Linked DNA regions of Mus musculus: all the other regions are linked to region 1. Evidence: chromatin contacts called from public promoter capture Hi-C data. All regions are on one chromosome and are shown on one strand. Each heading gives the region's core, a stretch centred on a gene start, on an enhancer-like site or on the middle of the called end of the contact. The rest is flanking DNA. Distances are from core to core; before and after follow the strand shown. Region 1 holds the start of Dck (deoxycytidine kinase). Region 2 holds the start of Uso1 (USO1 vesicle docking factor). Region 3 holds the start of Cdkl2 (cyclin-dependent kinase-like 2 (CDC2-related kinase)). Region 4 holds the start of Rchy1 (ring finger and CHY zinc finger domain containing 1).

What was found. Promoter capture Hi-C pulls out the DNA fragments that hold promoters and counts their contacts.
Region 2: a promoter capture Hi-C map of pre-B cells shows a contact between it and region 1. The contact joins the promoter of Uso1 here to the promoter of Dck in region 1. A contact is called at or near these places in 1 of 39 promoter capture datasets (pre-B cells) and 1 of 484 Hi-C or Micro-C datasets (B cells).
Region 3: a promoter capture Hi-C map of pre-B cells shows a contact between it and region 1. The contact joins the promoter of Cdkl2 here to the promoter of Dck in region 1. A contact is called at or near these places in 2 of 39 promoter capture datasets (cranial neural crest and pre-B cells) and 1 of 484 Hi-C or Micro-C datasets (CD8 T cells).
Region 4: a promoter capture Hi-C map of pre-B cells shows a contact between it and region 1. The contact joins the promoter of Rchy1 here to the promoter of Dck in region 1.

What each region holds. Positions count from the first base shown.
Region 1 is chr5:88,762,985-88,767,926 of GRCm38.p6, reverse strand. Dck (deoxycytidine kinase) reads right to left here and starts at 2,914. Exons shown (of 7, transcript NM_007832.4): 1 at 2,581-2,914. The coding sequence starts at 2,671.
Region 2 is chr5:92,135,586-92,140,527 of GRCm38.p6, reverse strand. Uso1 (USO1 vesicle docking factor) reads right to left here and starts at 2,590. Exons shown (of 24, transcript NM_019490.1): 1 at 2,365-2,590. The coding sequence starts at 2,430. It also overlaps a transcript of G3bp2 not described here and the pseudogene Gm15710.
Region 3 is chr5:92,040,350-92,045,291 of GRCm38.p6, reverse strand. Cdkl2 (cyclin-dependent kinase-like 2 (CDC2-related kinase)) reads left to right here and starts at 2,250. Exons shown (of 14, transcript NM_016912.2): 1 at 2,250-2,493.
Region 4 is chr5:91,960,273-91,965,214 of GRCm38.p6, reverse strand. It overlaps Rchy1 (ring finger and CHY zinc finger domain containing 1), which reads left to right and starts at 2,147. Exons shown (of 9, transcript NM_026557.4): 1 at 2,147-2,585. The coding sequence starts at 2,496. It also overlaps the pseudogene Thap6.

The sequences.
Region 1 (4,942 bases), core at 1,665-4,164:
GGTGGCTCCTGAGTTGGTGGAGAGAACCCTGGTGACTAAAACTCTGTGTGGGAGGGCTTCAGTTTAGAGAGAGTATTGCATCTAGATCAATGATTGAAATGAGCATGGCTCAGTGGACTAGGCAAAAAAAAAAAGAACATGACACTCAGGGTACACAAGAAACACTCAAGTATCTCAAACTAGTCAAGACTCTAAACGCTCTTAAGGCTAACACATCAAGCCCACTTCACACAGTCAGACTTTAAAACTAAAAAATGTTAAATTTTACTTCAAGCTGAGCAATCATAACACAGTCAGCTGCAGTCCCCGAATAGTCACTGCCAGCTCCTTTCTTAACTTTTTGGAGGGAGCTCAGAGCTGGAAAAAGAGCTAGTGAACTAATATTCTATGAAGGTGAAAGAACACTACCCATGAATAGTTTTACAAGGCGCAGTTAGAGAGGTGGTATACAAGGCTTTGATCCCAAGCACCCAAAAGCAGGTAGAAAAAAAACTCTGTGAGACTGAGGGCCAGCCTGGTCTACACACAGCAAGTTCCAGGCCAGTCAGGACTGTAGAGTGAAACCCTGTCTGAAACAAAACACAAACCACAACTAGAAAGTCACGGTTAACTAGCAGAGTCCCTAACGATGAACGTGCATCACCATTCTAAGTCATTCTGAACACACTGAAATGAGCCTCCGCAAATCTAACCTAGGGAATAGCTCTGCAACCCAGAACATGAGACAACAGGTTACGTAACTATGCAACTAAAAATGACCAAGCAAACCTCAAATTTTAGGAAGAACCTAAGAATTACGAACTAGTCTTCGCAGATTGCGTAATTTTTACAGTAACAGGTTATTTGGACCTGACAGATGAGATAAGGTGATGTAAACAACTATACAAGAGCAATACAGTGACAAGCCTTAATCTAAATGGCACTTCCCCAAATTGACCTGCATGCCTAGTGCTTGCCAAAGCTTCAGAATTTTTTTTTTTTTTTTGGTCAATGAAAAGATCTAGATGCTTAAGGGAAACTTGTTAACTGCTAGTAAGCAATCTTTCCTAATCTTTCCAGTGCAGTTGGGGGTCAGAGAGGGATGGCAGGCATGGATGGCACTACTGAATCTGTATGTGGAAAGATAGCTCTGGATGCAGAGAAGCAGGAGACGGAGCGGCCCACTCACAATTTTTTCCAGTGCTGGGAAGATTAAAGCAGTACGAAGGAAAGGAGATGGAAGACTAGATGTATGTTGCCTACATGAGCTTGAGAGAAGGGAGATAATCCATTATGATCTGTCCATTGGAATTTACCCTGAAGATGACTTTACTGAACACTTTCTCCCATCATTCATATGGTCATCTTCATCCACTAAGACGCCCTGAGGATTCTTACTAATAAACATGGCATCGCAAAGAACTTATAAGAAAGGAGGATCTCGGCCACAGAAGTGTGGAGCAAGGAAAACTTGCCCTCTTTGTGTCTCAGCTCGGCTCTCTTGAAGCTTACATCTGCTGACCTTCTTTCTCAAAGAGATGGTGCTTTGAAGGTGGCAAAACTGAAAACATCCGCTGCATACATGAATAGTCAGTACTCAACCTGCAGGCACAAACCTAACAGCTGTGCCAAAACAGGAAGCGTCGGTTGGTTCCCAGTGGTAGGAAATGTAAAAGAATGGGCAATTCAAGCTCACCTTGCAAAATGACATGCACAGTGTAGCTCCCCCAGTAAGGTTAAGGGCAGAAACTCTAAGAGTCTTTAAGCCAAAACTCAGTGCTTACCTGTACGTGGGAAAGGGAATAAAACATTGCACACTATCAAACTCATTACCTGCTTTCCTCATATGTGTAGCGTAGTGTTAGGGATTGCTACAAACGCCAACCCAAATGGTGACAACAAAGATGTGCTATATACCACTCATTGTAATATTACTTTCTTTTTTTTTTTTTTTTTAAAGTATTACACTGGGCCAGGCGTGGTGGTGTATTCTTTTAATTCCAGCACACAGGAGGCAGAGGCAGGCGAATCGCTAGAGAGTTCAAGGCCAACATTGTGAGTTCCAAGACAGGCAGGTCTCAAAAGTGAGACCGTCTCAAAAAAAAAAAAAAAAACAGAACAAGAAATAAAGTTCTGCAGAAATAAACAGCATGGGTGAGTTTTAAAGGCACTCTAGTATACTAAGCAAGACACAGAAAACAAGACACTCTGGTTTTGTTTAGGACATCATGGGAAAACAAAACTGGCAGGGATTAAAACAGAAGCAGGTCAGGGCTTGTAAGGGGATGGGAAGGGAGAAAGAGCTGACTACAAAGAAGCGCAAAGGGAACTGGGGATGTAAATGATGAAAACGGTCTCAATTTTGCGGTAAAACCGCAAGTCAGTGAAGCCTACCTGAAGAGCACACCTAAAAAGGGGTTCGCATACCTAAGTTACATCTCAAGAAAAAACAGTTCCCAACAAAGGGTGCACACTGGTCCAGAGCGCGCCTCACAAAGCCCCCGCTGGCGCCGGGCCAGACGAGCCACCGCGCCGGCGCGAGCAGGGCAGCAGGGAAGGATCCTGGGGCACCAGCACAGCACCGCACCGGGGACACCTTACCGATGTTCCCCTCGATGGAGATCTTCTTGATGCGGGTCCCCTCGGAGCTGGTCGAGGGAGAAGGGCAGAACCTCTTAGGTGGGGTGGCCATGCCTAGCTCCAGACGGCTCGGGTGCGGAACCTGCAGGGACACGGCGGCACGGGCGGCTCCGGGTTGCAGCGTCAATCTCGCGCCGGCGGGACCCGCACTTTGACTTTGGCGCGCGGAGGCGCAGGCGATTGGGCAGACCGTGGAGAACCCGCCCTGACGGCCCCGACTCCCACCCTATACGCCTCGCCCTCGCGGGATCTGCATGTCTGTGGTTCCTCCGGGCGGGCCGGGCGTCCCAGGAGCGCAGGGTAGGGGGCGGGGCTTGTGAGGAGAACCCTGAGAGAGCCGGGCGACTGACCGTGCGCGACGAGCTGTGAGCCGGAGGGGGCGGGGCCTGCGGGATGAGCAGTGGGAGGGCGGGGGGCGGGCCTTGCGCAATGAGCTCATTCGAGGGCAGGGGCGGAGCTTGAGCGAAGCGCCTAGGGAAGAGTAGGGTCAGGCTTTTCTGGACCAGCCCTTTGGGATCCTGTCAGGCTTCGTGGTTTGAACTTTTCCGGGAAGAAAAGTAAGAACTAGTAATTTCAAACTAAGAGCCTCAGTAGGTGTCTCTCACAGAAAACGTGTAGCTGTCCGTCACTGTCTTAAGAGTTATTTCGTTAACCAGCGATCTAGTACCATCCACCATACAGGATAGTGCCTAGAATGAAAGGAAGGGAGGGAGTGGCTACTGGTTTAAAGTCTGGGACCAGAAGTGAGACTGGAAACTGGCATCATAACACCCAAGGTCTCCACTTTAATTTGCATGCTACACCGTGCTGTTTATAAAGTTACCTAACACTAGGTATGTTTCTCAGCAGCATGGCTATGACTTAACATTGCATGTCCATGGCCTAACATGTAATTAATGTTTAAAGTCATATACACATGTTTATACATAGAGATGTACTCTGCACACACACACACACACACAGCATTCTGCTAGGTTGAGCTAGAGAGAGGTGCTATTTAATCAGGGTATAGACCTGGTAAAAAGATTACCCATCTGGAAGTCAGATTCAAATTATCTACAAAAACAAAGGAACTTATTTTTTTTTTAGCGTGTAACTATCATTTGACCTAAAATATGTCCTAAAAATGGACCTAGCAGCGGAGAAATGACGACTTCTACAAAAAAAGGAGCAGGTATTAAAGTGAGTTGTTGGACTGGCTGGATTTAAGGCCCACTCCATGAGATGTAACACATATCTGACACTGCTCAGGTGGCAATCCAAATACTGTTCTGCTACAATAACTGAACAATAAAATGATACCTAGTGATATCCTATAGGTCAGTATCTCTTGTAGCCAGCATCAGAGATGCTTCTTTCTGCAGAACCAAACCCACAAAGGCATAAAGTGCAGAGAGGGAGACCTTGGCATACTCTGCTTTAAATGGGATGTCTCCACCAAAGCCCTCTCCTCAGGGCTCTGGGAACCTTATGGAAAACGATGGGGAAAGTCTAGGAGTCAGAGGCAATGGAGGACACCAAGGACACAAGGCCTTCTAAACCCACCATGACCAACACACACATGAATTCACAGTGAGGCAGCATGCATGTTCCCTGCATAAAGCTAAGCCAGTTGGGGTCCTAGAGCTGAAAAAGTGGACACATGGCTCTGACCCTAGCCCAGAAGTTATTCCAATTGAAAACTGCTTGTAAATGAAAAAATTAGTTTTCCCTAACATACTCTCACTGGGAATACAAACCACTCTTAAGGAGAGATGCCATGCCCAGCAGCATAGATGGCCAACACAAAACCAACTCAGTGGCAGTTCTAGAGATCCCTGGCTCCAGAACTTAATGTTTTGTCTGGGTATTAGTTTTGTCATTATACATTTTCCCCCTTACTGGTCCTTCTTATTTATCTTACTACTTCCAGTGTCGTTTTTACGGAATTTCTCTGTGTGCTAATGTATGTCTCTGTCTGTCTGTGTTTCTTGTGCCTTTTCTTTGGTTTTCTCCTAGTAGTTTGTTGGCTTCAGCCTACTCTGATTGTTTTTAATTTTCTCTTATTTCATTACTATTTGCAGATGTTGCTTGTATGCTGATGATAGTAAGACTCTGGATATGGGTAGGGCGGAAAGACAGGATCTGGAAGGAGTTGGGGAAGGGAATCCATAATCAGAATATATTATATGAAAAAATATACTTTCAATTAAGACACTGGAGTGATGGCTCAGGGATTAAGAGCACTGACTGCCCTTGTAGAGGACCCAGGATCAATTGCCAGCTTCCATATAACAGCTCACAATCACCTGTAACTCCAGTTCCAAGAGGACCAATGCCACTT
Region 2 (4,942 bases), core at 1,341-3,840, 3.4 Mb before region 1:
AAGAAGGGAGACAGTTCTGCTGAAGAACTTAAGCTGGCCACCCAGCTGACAGGACCTGTGATGCCCATCCGGAATGTGTACAAAAAGGAAAAGGCCAGAGTTATCACAGAAGAAGAAAAGAACTTTAAGGCTTTTGCCAGTCTCCGAATGGCCCGTGCCAATGCCCGACTCTTTGGCATCCGAGCAAAAAGGGCGAAGGAAGCTGCAGAGCAAGATGTTGAAAAGAAAAAATAATTCTGTGTTGGAGAGTTGCAATAAATTTTCCATAAAGCAAAAAAAAAAAAAAAAAAAAAAAAAAGAACCTAGGTCGTGGATGATTATATAGTAGATGCTCAAAGCCTTGGCTAGTCAAGCACGTAGGCCAAATCAAATATGGACAATTAAAGCACCTAATAGTACACCATGCACTCCACTGAGGCTCTATAAATCCATGTCAACTAGTGGCCCGTGAGCCCTGCTGGACTTCCCGACAGACTCAGAACTAACTTTGATCATACAGTAACTCAGTGACCTCGGTCCTCAAAAGACAGACTACTGATTCAGTTCTCAGAGCCAGTGAAGTAAAAGGGCATCCCTCTCGTCTCTCTTTACATGTTCACCACGGTGACACTGGGCATCAGTATAAAGTCATGATGTAAAACTATGATACTGATCCATGCACACTGAACCAAGCATCCCAGCTCCAGCTCCGCAGTACCAACTGCACAAGTCACTTTGCTGAGCGGAGAGTGAGGAGGCTTGACCTCTCGCTGCTCCAGGAGCCTCAGCTTCAAATTCCTCTAACGCTGAAGAACGCATCACCTCTTCCACAGAGGTCACTGTGACAAGGCCGAAGGATCATCTCAGCCTAACCTACTAGAGTCAAGTCCATCCTTTCCTGAGCATCTACTAAGGGCTGCACTTTCATGTTTCTCAACTTTAAAGACTCATTACAGCCACAGGAGCCAGCACTTTTTACTTAGAAAGCATTAGCCTTCCCAGATCTGTCCAAGTCAACCAAGCCTGGAAGCCTGGATTCAAATCAAGGTCTCATTTCAAAGCCAGCTCTTAATTTGTGTGTCTCTGACAGACAAACATCAGACAAAACACAGAAAGGTTAAAGAGATGGGCTGTGACTGTGGTGAGCTAAAGTCCCTGGCTTTCCAATAACAGCAGCCTTGTTGCCATGTGGGGAGGAACAAGGGAAGCCAGGTATTGGGGGAAGAGGAGATCTGATTTTCAAAAACAACACATGTGACAGCCTTCAGCTCCGTTGTAACCTGGTGGGAAGTCTGGCTCAGTGGCAGAATGCTTGCCCTCCATGTAATCAGGCCCTGGATTCAGTCCTAGGCCTCCTCCATCTCCCTCAGTACTAACTACATGCGTAAACTACACTAACTACATTAGTACACTACATTCGTTAGTTAACGTAATCCTAACTTAATTAATGTGGGTAATCTTATTTCCAAAAGGGCCAGCTAACAACTGAAACCCGGGATCAGCAATCAAGTCTAAGCTTAGCAGAAAGCTTAGTTTCTTAGTTTCCCCCGTAGTAAATTCTAGCTCCAAGATTCTGGTCAAGTTACTTTAATTCTCTCTTCATTAGTAAAGACTCCATCCTATCTTGCAGGTCCTATTTTATGACCCTTCTGAATCCACAAAACAGAGCTATGACAACTACCCAAAGTTTGTCTTTAAAATGTCACACGCGGTTTTTTTTTTTTTCTGTATATCTAAATTCATTTTTCTCAGGTAAGCCATCCACAGCAGTTTCCAATTGGCTCTGCAAACTTCCCAGGAAGTGTATCCTAAACATAAAATCAAATGCCGGTTTTCCATGTCTTAATAATTAAAAAAGAAAAACATTAACAAATCATGTCACCAATAGAGCAGAAGAGTCCCTAGAGTGGTTAGCGCGCAGATCACTACAGCGTGCAAGAGGAGTAAGTATTGCCCCATGACACATTTGGGTGAACCTGAAAAGTAGGGTCTGAACCACCAACCCTAGGCAAACGCCCATTCTTACAGCTGATGGGGCAGGAACAGGTGGCATTGTGCCCCAAGAATATCGTTTTATTCTTAGCCACAAGCCTTCGCCAACAGCTGGGTCTTAACTTCCTTCCAGCCCCGTAGAGCCGGGTTTCAGCCGGCACCGAGGCTGGCCGGCCGACAGGTTAAAGGGAAGGAGGGAGGGGCCGCGCGGTCCGTCGCCGTGCCGGGTCCCCGAAGCCCTCCTGTCACCACGGCCCGGGCTGCACCGCCGCGTGGGGAGCTCGCGCGTCCGAGCAGGGGGAAGGAAAGAAGGCAGGCGACGGGAGCGGCGTAGACGCCCCGATCTCACCCACCCAGCCCGGCCCCAGCCCGGCCCGGCGACGCTGCGCTCACCGTCTCGGCTTCAGTGTGCTGGGGTCCGGCACTCTGACCCCCCATCACCCCACGGAGGAAATTCATCTTGTCGCTCAGCCGCCGGCTTCACCAGCCCCTCTGCCAAAGAAAACACGACCGCCCCCCGCCCCCCGTAGGGCCTAGCCCCCGAGCCGGCTCTCCGCACTCCCCGGCCTCCGCCACCGCCGCCTCCTACTCAGCAGCCTCTCCGGCCCCCCGAGCCCGGAAACAGCCGCGGACACCAGCCGCGGTGCGCATGCGCGGGGACGTGGCGTTACGTGGCGGCTCGAAGGGCGAAGGCAAAAGGGGAGAGGAGGGAGCCCCGGGCCGCAGGCCACGCCCACCTGCCCGGCCCCACAGGCCACGCCTACCAGCAGGCCTCCCACCACTTGGGCACGCCCCCTCCTCCTCCTTGCGCTGCTTGCTGCTGCTGGCCGCGGTCACCCACGTGGTCGCAGCCCTGCCCAGTCGGCTCCCGAGGCTCTGATTAGACTAGGAGCATCGGCTGGTAGGTGTTTTGTCGCCGAGAGCGGGACGGACTGCAAGCTGTCAAACCTGAGGGTTTATTTTTGTTGAGTCGAAAGTGAAATTTTCCTTTGGCCGGCGTGACAGGTAAGGGGGAGAAGGGTGTCCTGTCCCCTGGAAGATTCGTATGGTTCTTTCGGTTAAGCGGTACGAGCGAGGTGGCCTTTTGATCCTCGCAAATTGCATTTCTACCCAGGGCTTTGTTTGGTGGTAAAGGGGGTGCTAGAGACCCCTCATTCCACTACCACTCGAGGGCGCGTTTCTAAGTTCTTGCTCCTCAGCCCCGCTAAAAAGAATTCCTTGATCTAAACACCAGGTTCTCCGCTCATTTTCAAGTGTGAGAAGTAACCCCCTTCGTTTATCTCTAATAAGAGGTTGGAAATAAATTGTTCCATTGTGTCATTTTGGTAGCATAATGCCCCCCTTTTTAAAATTAATTCTTAATTTCTACGTTTTCAATGGTTTTAGCAAGCAGAATGTCATATTTCCAAATCGCTATACTTGTTCTTTCCAAATGAGGCTGCCAGGTACACATGGTTTTGCAAATTTCTTGACTCTGAAAGGGAGTCTAGTAAACCAACTGACTCATGCCTCTCTTGGTTTCAATTCCCCATAGGTCTCAGATGTGACGATTAAGACCTATGTCTCCCCCAGACTCCCTCTAAAAAGAAATCAGTATGCTTCCACGGTGTGCCCTAGCGTGCTCAGTAGTACCTCTACCCAAATAATCCCCTAGTCTGTAAGGAGGAATCCGAAGACTCCGGCTTTCCTCCTTCACCTGTCCAATGTTGAGTGTATGGTGTGCAGGAATATTTCTCAGATTCTTCCACACTGAGATTACAGCAGTAGGCTCCTAACTAGTTTGTCTACATCCAGCCCTGGCTTCCCACAGTACACCCTTGGGTGAGCCCAAGAGGAAGTATGTCAGTCCTCTTGTTAGAATCCTCCAGTGGTTCCCCGGTTTATATAATGACATCCAAACTCCTTAGTTTGGCAGACACACCTGTTAGGGTTGAAGCGCCAGTGTCCCTCAAATACTCAACATGTTTCTCTTGCTTTAGTATGCCCTTTCCCTCTTTGTGGGGCAGATTCCTGCTAGTTCCTTAAGCCTCCACTTCAGCGTCTCAGGAGAGAGTACCTTGAAATCAAGATGCAGATTCTTTGCGCTGTCACTTTGCCGCCGACACTGAATTCAAACTTGATAAGCCAAATCTGATGACCCGGCCATTTGTAAATCAGTTGCTAGTGTATTTACTAATCATGGAGTGATTTTGATGGATAGGTGAATAAATTGTTGAATGAACATGTGACTAGTATGCTAAGAGAGACGATCTGTTCTGCCCGTGAATGACAGAACACACACCATGCAGGCCGTAGTGATAGATAGTCCCAAGGTCGTAAGCCTGGACACAGAGCATGGTGGGATACTATTGCCAGGAATACTGTGTGCCACTATTGTCCTCTGCTTGACATTTTGCTTTAGACATTTTCCGTGGAGGCATTTTGTTGCATCCTAAAAAATGTAACCATTAAATTGTCACCAGTGACCAAGGAAAGCCTGCTAAGACCCTCACCTAGCATTCTCACCTTGCCCTGAGCCTGACCTCTCCTCTTCCCCAAGTCTCACTGTCCTACCTTAAGGGATGAGGCTCTGGTACGATCTGAGGGGGCTTGGAGACATCTCTGTTGTTTGGTAATGGAACACAGGACCTTGACATTGTTACAAAATTGTTTTAAGGGACAAACCTCGTTGAAATACCTTGTTTTAAACTTTGTTGGACACAGTAGTCATGACTTACGAGGAGGTGTCCATCATTTGACCTGTTTTATTCCCTAACATTGGGTCCTGGGCAGGAAGGACAGGACTGTGGGCAGGAAGGACTGAGAGATGGAAAGAAGGAAGGGCAGAGGGAAGGACTAAGGGACGGCCAGTTGAGTGCAGAAATGATGAGGGTGACCCACCACATTCCCTGGTCTCACAATCTCCGTTCTGTTCTGCTCACTTGAGTTTTGAGGTCTAAAAAGAGGCAGATAAAGTATAAACTCTTATTTA
Region 3 (4,942 bases), core at 1,001-3,500, 3.3 Mb before region 1:
TTTCGAGACAGGGTTTCTCTGTGTAGCCCTGGCTGTCCTGGAACTCACTTTGTAGACCAGGCTGGCCTCGAACTCAGAAATCCGCCTGCCTCTGCCTCCCGAGTGCTGGGATTAAAGGCGTGCGCCACCATGCCTGGCCTTTCCACCATTCTTGATTCCTTACCTCCTGTGTTTAATCACCAGGTATTATATTCCTCATTTTCTCCATTCTTGCCCTGGAACTTGGCATCCTGTATGAAACAAGGTCCATTTCCACTGTAGATTCATGGTGCACAGATTCAGTTGGCACACTAAACGTTTTATTCTGTTCCTATTGAATTGAAACTTGTCATAACTACCTACCTTTAGGAGTTTAAACTTACTATTTTCTTGAGCCTCAATCTGACCAGTATGTTTGTTGTTTTGTTTGGGGCAGGGTCTCAATATATAGCTCTGGCTGGCTTGGAACCTGCAGTATAGTCTAGGCTGGCCTTGAACTCAAGACATATGCTTGCTGGGGACTAAAGTTTTCACTACGTGCCAGGCTGACCAGTATGGTTTAATAGAAAAATGAAATTTACTAAAGATTTAGGCTAGGTAATGTGCATGTTTTCTCTCCTTGAATTCTTCTGGACTAATAAACCCTTACACTTAGTATTTCAGGAATTACTGATGCTGCCTCCTTCCCTACCATTTTTCTCTGCCAGTTATTTTATGGTTCAAGAAGAAAACAGCAATCCTAGTTGTTCTACATAACATCTATCTCCTTCCTCTTCAGTAATCGGATGACAGACAGAATAATCTTCCTCCCCCTTCCCTTCTTCATGGTGCCTCACAGAGGCTAGGTCTTGAGCTTGGTCAGTAGCTGAGAGAGACCTGACTTTGCGGCACTCCTGCTCCCTACCTCCGAGGGCTGAGATTAGAGGGCTGTGCCACAACCATCATGCCTTAGTGTATAAATTGTTGGATGTGGGGCCCAGGGCTTTGTGCAGTCCAAGCAAGCATGCCATCACTGAACTACCCTATTTCCCAAAGGAACTTGTACTTCTTGACTACCCTCTAGTTCCTTTACAGTTATTTCCAACTTTTAAATATTTTCTCAAGCAACACCTGTTCACCATTTTTATAGCCTTTGTCCTTTCAGTTCCCATGTATACCACTAATTTTGCTACTCAACTGTTTATTTTTTGTAAAACTGGAAAAAAGTAAAATATGAGGTTCCCACCCTAATAAACCTGTTTGTACATAAAAGTTCACATGAATGTCTAGAGAGATGGCTCAGTGGCCAAGCACACCTGTCACTCTTCCTGAGGACCCACGGCAATCAGAAACCAACTGTAACTCCAGTTCCAGGGGGTCTTGACGCCCTCTTTTACCTCTGTGGGCACCAAGCACGCTCACAGTGCACAGACATACAAGCAGGCAGAACACTCATAAATATTTTTCTATTTAAACCTCATGGGGTTTGTTACAATCTAGAGTAAAGCGATGGGAATTATCTTCAAGTTGGTCACAGCTCATTGCTACATTATAACTCACATCTTGGGTTATCCAAAAACAACCCCCCCCCAAAAAAACAAAACAAAACAAAACAAAACAAAAAAACCAAAAACCCATACCCTGTTTCCAGAGGTGGTTCTCAAAATTGTAGGTTCGGGAACTCGATTTTAAGCAGTTTGGTGAATGATGGTAACTGAGCACCGGGAGATTAATGCAGTACCGAACTAAGAAAAATTATAAAACAATTGCTCTTACACCTTACTATGCAAGAATAACCCCTGGGTGCTGGCTAGGCATATACGTGTCTGTTATCAAGGATACTTTCCTGGATCGAGCTATTAAAAAAAAAAACATATTTAGTTGAGTACAAATTGTGTGGCTATAGGTGAATACAAGTAAAACTATTTGGCCTTACAATCTCAGTCCCTTAATAAGGAGGGATAAAGCATTTCCCGGCTTCTCGTACGACGTCAGCATATGCTTGGTAATGGTCTTCCGATCTTGCCCTGTCGTGGCTAATCTAGTCTTCAAGCTGAAGGCAAGCTTTAAGCTCCAGCTTGCGCCGCTTGCAGTCAGCACCTACCTTTCTTGCTTTCTGGTCCTCTCTGGGCTCCACCCCAAATCTTTCCCTACCAGGCTGGCGTCCCAGGGTCCTTTTTCCTGTCAGGTCTGTCAACAGATCTCATCCCACCAATTTCGGCTAAATAAACTACTAGGCTCTTCCGGTCCACCGCCCGGAACCGAAAGGAAGCGAGGAATCGCGGCTGGGCGGAACCTCCCCGGGTGGGGCCCGCGCCCCGCAGCGCCCCGCCGCGCCGCGGGCGGGCAAGCTGGGAAATCTCATGGTCTCCTCAGTCCCAGCGAACCGTCACCTTGGCTCTCCTCGTGGCCACTGGGGCAACCTGCGGTCCCCTGAGAGCAGAGGTCTCCTGGCGCCGGCAGAAAGGTCCCTACAAACTTAAGACCGTAGGTGTGGGGACGAGGCCGTCAGCTGAGCGAACCTGCGAGCTCCAGGTGAAGGGGCGGGGCGGGGTGGCACAGAGCCAATCACAACGCCTGACGACAGGCCTCAGCCAATCAGGATCAGGGAGGCTCCGCCGTAGGCGGGGCGGGACCAGGCGGGTGAGAGCCGCCCCTTGCAGCTAGGGTGGCCAACGCCTTCGCCTAGGGCTACTTGGCGAGGTGCTGCTTCCCTGAGCTGAGCGACCCGAGGGCTTTCGGCCGGCGGTGCTCTGTTTTCCTCAGTTCGTTTCTCTGCAGCTGTTGTCCTTGACAGGTGCTTGTGTCTTTGCCTGTCGCAGACGCATTCTGACTCGGGCCCTTTCTCTCTCTCTGGAGACTGCCTATGGCTGGGGACCGAGTGAGGTCGTTGCCTTGACGACGGCAGCATGCGGCCCGTAGTCCTCGGAAGTGTGAGCTTGCGGAGGGCAGAAGCCAATCTGCCTCCCTGCCTGCTTCACCTAGGACCGGTAATTGCGTCCGCAGAGGAAATCCCAATACTGGGATTGCTAGTGTGCTAGCTAGTCAGCATCTTTTTAGATCTGCTAGCGAGATGCATATCACCTTAAATTTGTTTCCAAGTTGAAAACCTTTGGCTCTTTCCATGTGAAGGGTTTGGAAGAAATAGTAAGTATAATACTTTGTAAAAACCCAGTTATTTCGTTCTTTTATGTATAAGAAATTTCAGTTTGATTTTAACCAAAGAACATTGGTAGTATTTGAACAGTATGCTTGTATGGCACATATCCTAAATTATTATAGTGCCATCGCACCAGACTTCTTTTTTGTATGCCACGTGCTACCCATAGATTTAAGAGTGAGAAGGCAAGAAACTGATGGGTTATAAGTTACTGAGGAAACAAGGCATATTTTAGGCCATGATATTCTTAAGGTATTTTAGACAGTCCCACTTGAACAAGTAGGTGTGCTCTATGTAGTGTGTCTACATGGTTGGGAAAATAAATTTGGATTAGTTCACTTGTATAATACTAGGTTATAATATGTTTCAGAACCTTTTAGACATGATTAAGGTCATTTTTATTTGGTTCATTTTGCATCTTTAAATATCTAGGATGCCAATTACAATATGTTTAAAAACGATCTAGGCTATAGATTCCAGCTATTTGTATTATTTTCACTAGCCTAAAGCTTACTCCTTTACAATATATACTTAAGGGAAGGTTAAAAACTATGCCAGTTAGAATCACACTGAAGGTTTTTCCAAATGTAAATTTTTTATTATAAAAGTAATTAAAGGTAAAAAGAAGTTAAAATGTGAACTATATGGGAAGTCAGTGCCTATGACACTGTAAATAGTTTTAAGTAGAATCTAATACCCAAAGTGGTAATAAGATAGTGAAGAGTTTTGAATTTGATTTTAATTAGGATTCTTTTCATTCTCTCCATCTTCTCTTTTCTGTGTTGATCTCCATTTACACTGTGCAAATAATGGCTGCTGGATGGTGTACTTCAGTGGTAGAAAGAACACCTGCTTAGCTTATTGGAGGCCCTGGGTTAACACAGACACAGACACACACACACACACACACACACACACACACACACACTTAGGTGTCAAGTGTTGAAAATGTAATATATACTTTGGATTCTCACACACACACACACACACTTAGGTGACAAGTGTTGAAAATGTAATATATACTTTGGATTATCATAATTTTTTAGAATAAAAAGTCAATGTTTTTTGTTTGTTTGGTTGGTTGGTTTTCCCCCTTTTCTATGAATATACTAGAAGCCACTAAAACATCACCACTTTTTCTTGTCTGGGTAAGTTAGCTCTATATATCATATGCGATTAATATTAAGTGGAAAGAAGTGTTTTCCTTCCAAGAGGTTGTGATAAGGTTTTTTTGTTTTGTTTTTGTTTTTGTTTTTTTGGTATGGTCAGGCTCTTAAAAATTCAACTGTGAGTCGTCATTTGAGTATAATCACCTAATATTTATATTTTAAAATATAAATATACCTAAAGTTTAAGTCTTCCCCAGCCCATGTTGAAACCAAATCAGGATCTAGAGCAATATTTTTTTATTCATGGCTGCTGGAATTTAAATTCAAAAGTCAGATTTAAAAAAATTAATTTATGCTGGGCATGATGGACAAATGTGTGTGTGTATAGTGTATGTGTGTGTATGGGTGTGTGTGTGTATGGTTGTGTGTGTGTATGGGTGTGTGTGTGTGTGTGTGTCTAGGATTCAAACCCAGGGACTTCATACCCGTGCTAAGCATATACTCTACCACTAGTCACATTCCCAGCCCCAAATAATGATTTTTTTCTTTATTAAAATATATAATATAAAAAACTGGTTGCTGGATTTTTGTCAATTATTGATAAAATAAGATTCCATTTATGATAGACTTTATTCAGAAAACACTTTATATCCAGATGTGAAAGAATCCTGTATATCTATAAAATTTAAGTGACTCAAGTTTAAAATAATAATTA
Region 4 (4,942 bases), core at 898-3,397, 3.2 Mb before region 1:
GAAGTGTCTTGAACACAGCACATCTCCTTTTTTTAGGCTTCCAAATGCTTGCAGTATTCACATCTAGTCTTTTCATGGCTAATACCCACTTTCTTTTGATGTTTTCATCTGTGGGGAATCTACAAAACAGTAAGAATATATTTTAAAGCTATATATGTGTGTGTATGTGTATATATATATATATATATATACATACATATATTAGGCTTTGTGATAACTACCTTTACCTGCTAAGACATTCTGTTGGCCTCATAGCTCAGTTTTAATATCTAGATTTTTCTGCCAATCATTCTTCATACATATGGCTTTTATTTAAATTTTTTTTTAATTATATGTAAGTACACTGTAGCTGTCTTCAGACACTCCAGAAGAGGGAGTCAGATCTCGTTACGGATGGTTGTGAACCACCATGTGGTTGCTGGGATTTGAACTCCGGACCTTTGGAAGAGCAGTCGGGTGCTCTTACCCACTGAGCCATCTCACCAGCCCTTAAATTTTTATAGTAGCATATGAATGTTTCAGTGGACATTTAGCCTGTAGCAAGATTTGCAATTAAAGGTTTTTCTTTCTCTACAGCGGTTGAAGAATACCTTTGGCCTTTCCCTTTCTGAGGTGATACCTAGAATTTGTCTTCAATGAATAGGAGGGCCTCTTATACTTCCTCCTTTCTGTCAAACCTGAAAATAACTTGTATAGCAACTCATACATAGCAGGTCTATAAATGCCTTATGAACTCATGCGGAGAACAGCTGGCACGTCTACGGTTCTGGAGCTACAATTACTTTGACATATACAGGAGGCAATAATCAGACTTCTCAACATTTCTAAGCTAGTTCAATATTGTTTTGGGACATGGTAGCACATAGGTTCTTTTTATTTCCCTGCCTAGTAAAGTAACTAGATCTTTCCCTAGTAATAACAGTGCTTCACAAAAGCTGCGAACATCCTAAGTATGCTTATTAAATCCTATTAGACCCTTCCTAGGGTGTCACAGGAATGGCTAAACACTAAATTAGAATCCTCAAACTCACACAGCTAAATAATCCTTGATCTGAACATGTAGTTTACAGTGAACCACTCCACCTCATCTATTTCTAAAAAGAAGGTATGGGTATTTGAACAGAGCCCTCAGTTAGATGATGATCGACATATGAACAGTAGAGACCGTAACACAGTTAGAATGCAAACATTAGCAAAGACGAGCCTGACAATTTGTGCGTGGGGGTATTTTATTTTTGGTGGGGGTGCTATCTGGTCTTTCATTCCTTGGCACTTGAAACTTGCACATTATAAAGGGACCATTGTCAGTTCAAATTTAACAAGGTTATTTTAAAAAGACTGGGAACAAAAGCTTGTAACTGCAGACTCTGGTAGAATCATTTTTAGTAAAAAGTTAAAAGTATCTGGCTTGAGTACAGCAAAGTCTTACACATGAAATGTCAGTCCTTTTAACTTGGAATTTGGTAAACAGCGAGAGGCACATCCAATGGCCGAGCAACCTTTCACCATGTTTTTAGCAACTCCTAACACAACTGGAAGAGAATTAAAACGAGTTAGTAACTCCAGGGCTAAGCTAAAGGCATCTCCTCCCGGACAATTGCCTCCCTTCTCCCAGATCCCAACACCTGAAGTTTTGCTGATAAAATGCTCTAAGTCTTGGTATTTTGTAAGAGTGGACATAAAGTTATGCACCTTGAGGTCTGAGATTCAAACTCTGCAGGCTTCTTTATTTCTCTCATGTTCTTACGGGCCAGATTTTTCTCTCCCACAGGTCTGGTACACACTAACTCCTGCTGGCGTACTGTTTGCCATTCAACTTTCAGCTCGAGCGTCTCCTTCCCCAGGGACACCACACAGGACTGTCCTTCCAGTGTGGAAGTTGTGACCTCATCTAATGCCGTGGCGTTCTCCCCCTCCCCATTTGTGAGTTCCACGGGGGCGTGGCGTGGCTACTTGTTTTTCACTTTGCGTTCTTAAGTCCTGGGTGGGTGACAGCACAATATTTTCTAAAGGGGGCGCAGGGAAAAAAGGAGACCGGGACAGCCGCCGGCACTCGGACCTGCGCGCGCAGCCGCCGAGCCCCGCCCCCTTTCGGAGCAGCCGCGGGAGGGGCCGCTCCTCACCGGCGCCGGCGGCTCGCAGCAGCGCCCGCCAGACGACGCAGCGGTCCCCTTCGCCCGCAATCAGGGCTGGCAGCGATGCCGGGGCGGGGAAAAAGAGCCAACCTAAGACTTACTACCATTAGCAGTGACGACAGCGACTAACGTGGACGACGGACTAAGCGTCTCACTTGGCTTCCACCCCTTACACCAGGGACCGGAAATCCGGATGCTGCAGATCACGTGATTGGACCCCCCCTTCCTGACTCTGGTGGCCGCTGCTCCGAGGAGGAGCGGGTGTCCGACCGACTCTGCTTCCTTAAGGCGTGGCTTCCAAGCTGGGGGAAAGGTTCAGTGGCTGGTGAGGGGGAGGTGGTGGAGGAGGAGGAGGAGGAGATGGCGGCGACGGCGCGGGAAGATGGCGTCCGCAACCTGGCGCAGGGGCCGCGGGGCTGCGAGCACTATGACAGAGCTTGTCTCCTCAAGGTGACGACTTTAGAGGGTACCTCCTCGATGAGCTGCGGTCGGGTCTGGCAAGGGCAGGTTGGGCAGAAGCTTCAGACCGAGCTGCTTGTCAGGATACCTGCCATCTGGAGTTGGGCTCTCCTTGCAGGAAACGTTTTGGCAAGGCGAGCAGGAGCTCTGTACTCGATCGCCGCTGCAAGCCAAGTTCTTGTTTGTAAAGACTTGGCCCTTGCTTAAATTCACCTCCCTTGTGGGTTTATCCGTCATTTGCGGTTGACAGTAGAATGAGGAAGTGAAAGGGCCTTGGCATTTCTGTCAAGTGCGTATGATGCAGTGATGAAAGCATAAGCAAGGGAAGAATCAGAATATAATTTCTGTACGTGTAGGAAGTTTATAGTATGGCTTGTCAGCTTCATTTTTTTGTCTAGGAATATGCCCAGACCTGTCCAGGAGAAAATGTCTGTGTGAAGTGAGAGTTGGGTGATTGCCATTAAGTTGGATATTGGAGGAGTGCCTAATACATATATGCTGTCATTTTTCCTGCTTGAGACGTTCTAGTCATCTAGAGTTTTTAAAAATGACTCTCACACAGTTAAGACTTACCTGATTTTTTTTTTTAAGAAGCAGTTTTAATATTTTGTTGAGAAAGCCTGAGATTTGAGCTGGGGTTATAACTCAGCCTTAGAATTGAGTTTATAATGCTGAAGGCCTTGGCTTCAGTCTTCAGAAGTCGCCTCCCACTGAGAAGAAACTTTGACTCTTGGAATCCTATAGCTTTCCCTTCATAGTTTAGATTGTCCTTAACTTGCTGTGTAATTTGGAGCAAGCTACTTTTTAAAGAGCTTGCATATAAAATATACAAGTTTGGAAGCTGGTCTTAGTGGTAAAGGCCTGTAGCTCCAGGAGATGCATACTTCCAGCTATTTGTGAAGCAGAGGCAGAAGGAATACCAGCCAGGAGATGCTAATGCAAATAAGAAAAAAAAAAAAAGGAGGTGGGGCTGGGGGTATATATAGGTCATTGCTAGAGTACTGGCCTCACCAGAGAGTCTCTAGGTTCAGCCTTCTCTGCCAACAGGGAAAGTCCCTCTTTTATAAACCATGTGATGATTGCATGCTAGAGTGCACATGTGGTGTTTTAAGAGGTGTGTCCCCAGAAATGACTAGGAGTATATATTAACTAGCACCCACAGTGGTCATCAACTCCTCCTTCGCCACCTTCACAATCAGCTCTGCTGGTCACTGACCTTATAAGTTAGGACTAAGTGATAGGCTTAGATCTGTAAGGCAACTTAAACCCTTTTCTGTAGGCCATGCCTGGTGAGCATTCATTGCATTGGATGAATTTTTTCAGACTGGTCAATTATCTAATGTTGTATAAAGAATTAAATATTCTTTTGGTTACATTTCTACTGAAATATTTTTACAGTTTCAAAGTGGTATGAAACTGAATTTAATACCTGGCCTTCCCCTTCCACCCCTGCAAAGAAATTGCACAACCAAATTTGTGTTTCACAACACTTAAAATCTTTTTCTCTGAGTGTCCAAGCATTGTTTTTCTGTTCCCTCTTCCTCTTTCTTAATAGGAGAGGCCAGCTGAGGTGTTTCAAGGAGTAAGTCATCTACTAGATCAAGTGTAGCTGTGCAAGCAAGATAAGGAGTGACAGCTGGCTTTTGCTTTGGCCAGGGGAAGGTCGCTGTTGATCTTGACAAGAAAAGTGCCAATGGAAGTATTCAGGGTAAAGCTTCCTTGGAGTGCTTACTGAAAATAGCATAGAGGATTTTTGGATTTTTATTGCCAAGGAGAGCAAAAATGTGGCTGTTTTGCTGAAAGCTGTGTTACAGCATGTTTCTGTACACTGGGAAATGATCCAACAGGGCATTTTGTAATGCAGCAAGAAAGGGGAGAACCATTGAGTAGTCACAGTGGGAAGACCCAGCATACGGGTAAGGCTGCTCTTAGCTGGCAAGCAGAGCACGGGGGTTTGCTTCTCCTGTGCTGTAATAAGCACCACAACCAAAAGTTACTTGGGGACCAAAGGGTCTATTGTTTGGCTTTGCTGTGACAGTTTGTTATTAGGGGAAAGCAAGGCAGGAGCTCCTGCAGGGCAGGTACTGGAGGTAGGAACTGAAGCTGAGGCCGAGGAGGAATGCTGCTTACTGCTGGCTTGCACTCCGGGGCTTGCTCATCTTTGTTCTCCTTCCTTCCGTTTGCCCTTCCTCCCTCCCTCCCTCCCTCCCTCCCTCCCTTTCTTGCACTAAAATTAATATTTACTAAATCTTAGCTCATACTTATAAACATTTTTAATAACTTGTTCTTCAGATAGAAAACTTAGCAAGCACTTTGGTTTTCTTGAAGAAAAGTTCTTAGCCAGCTAG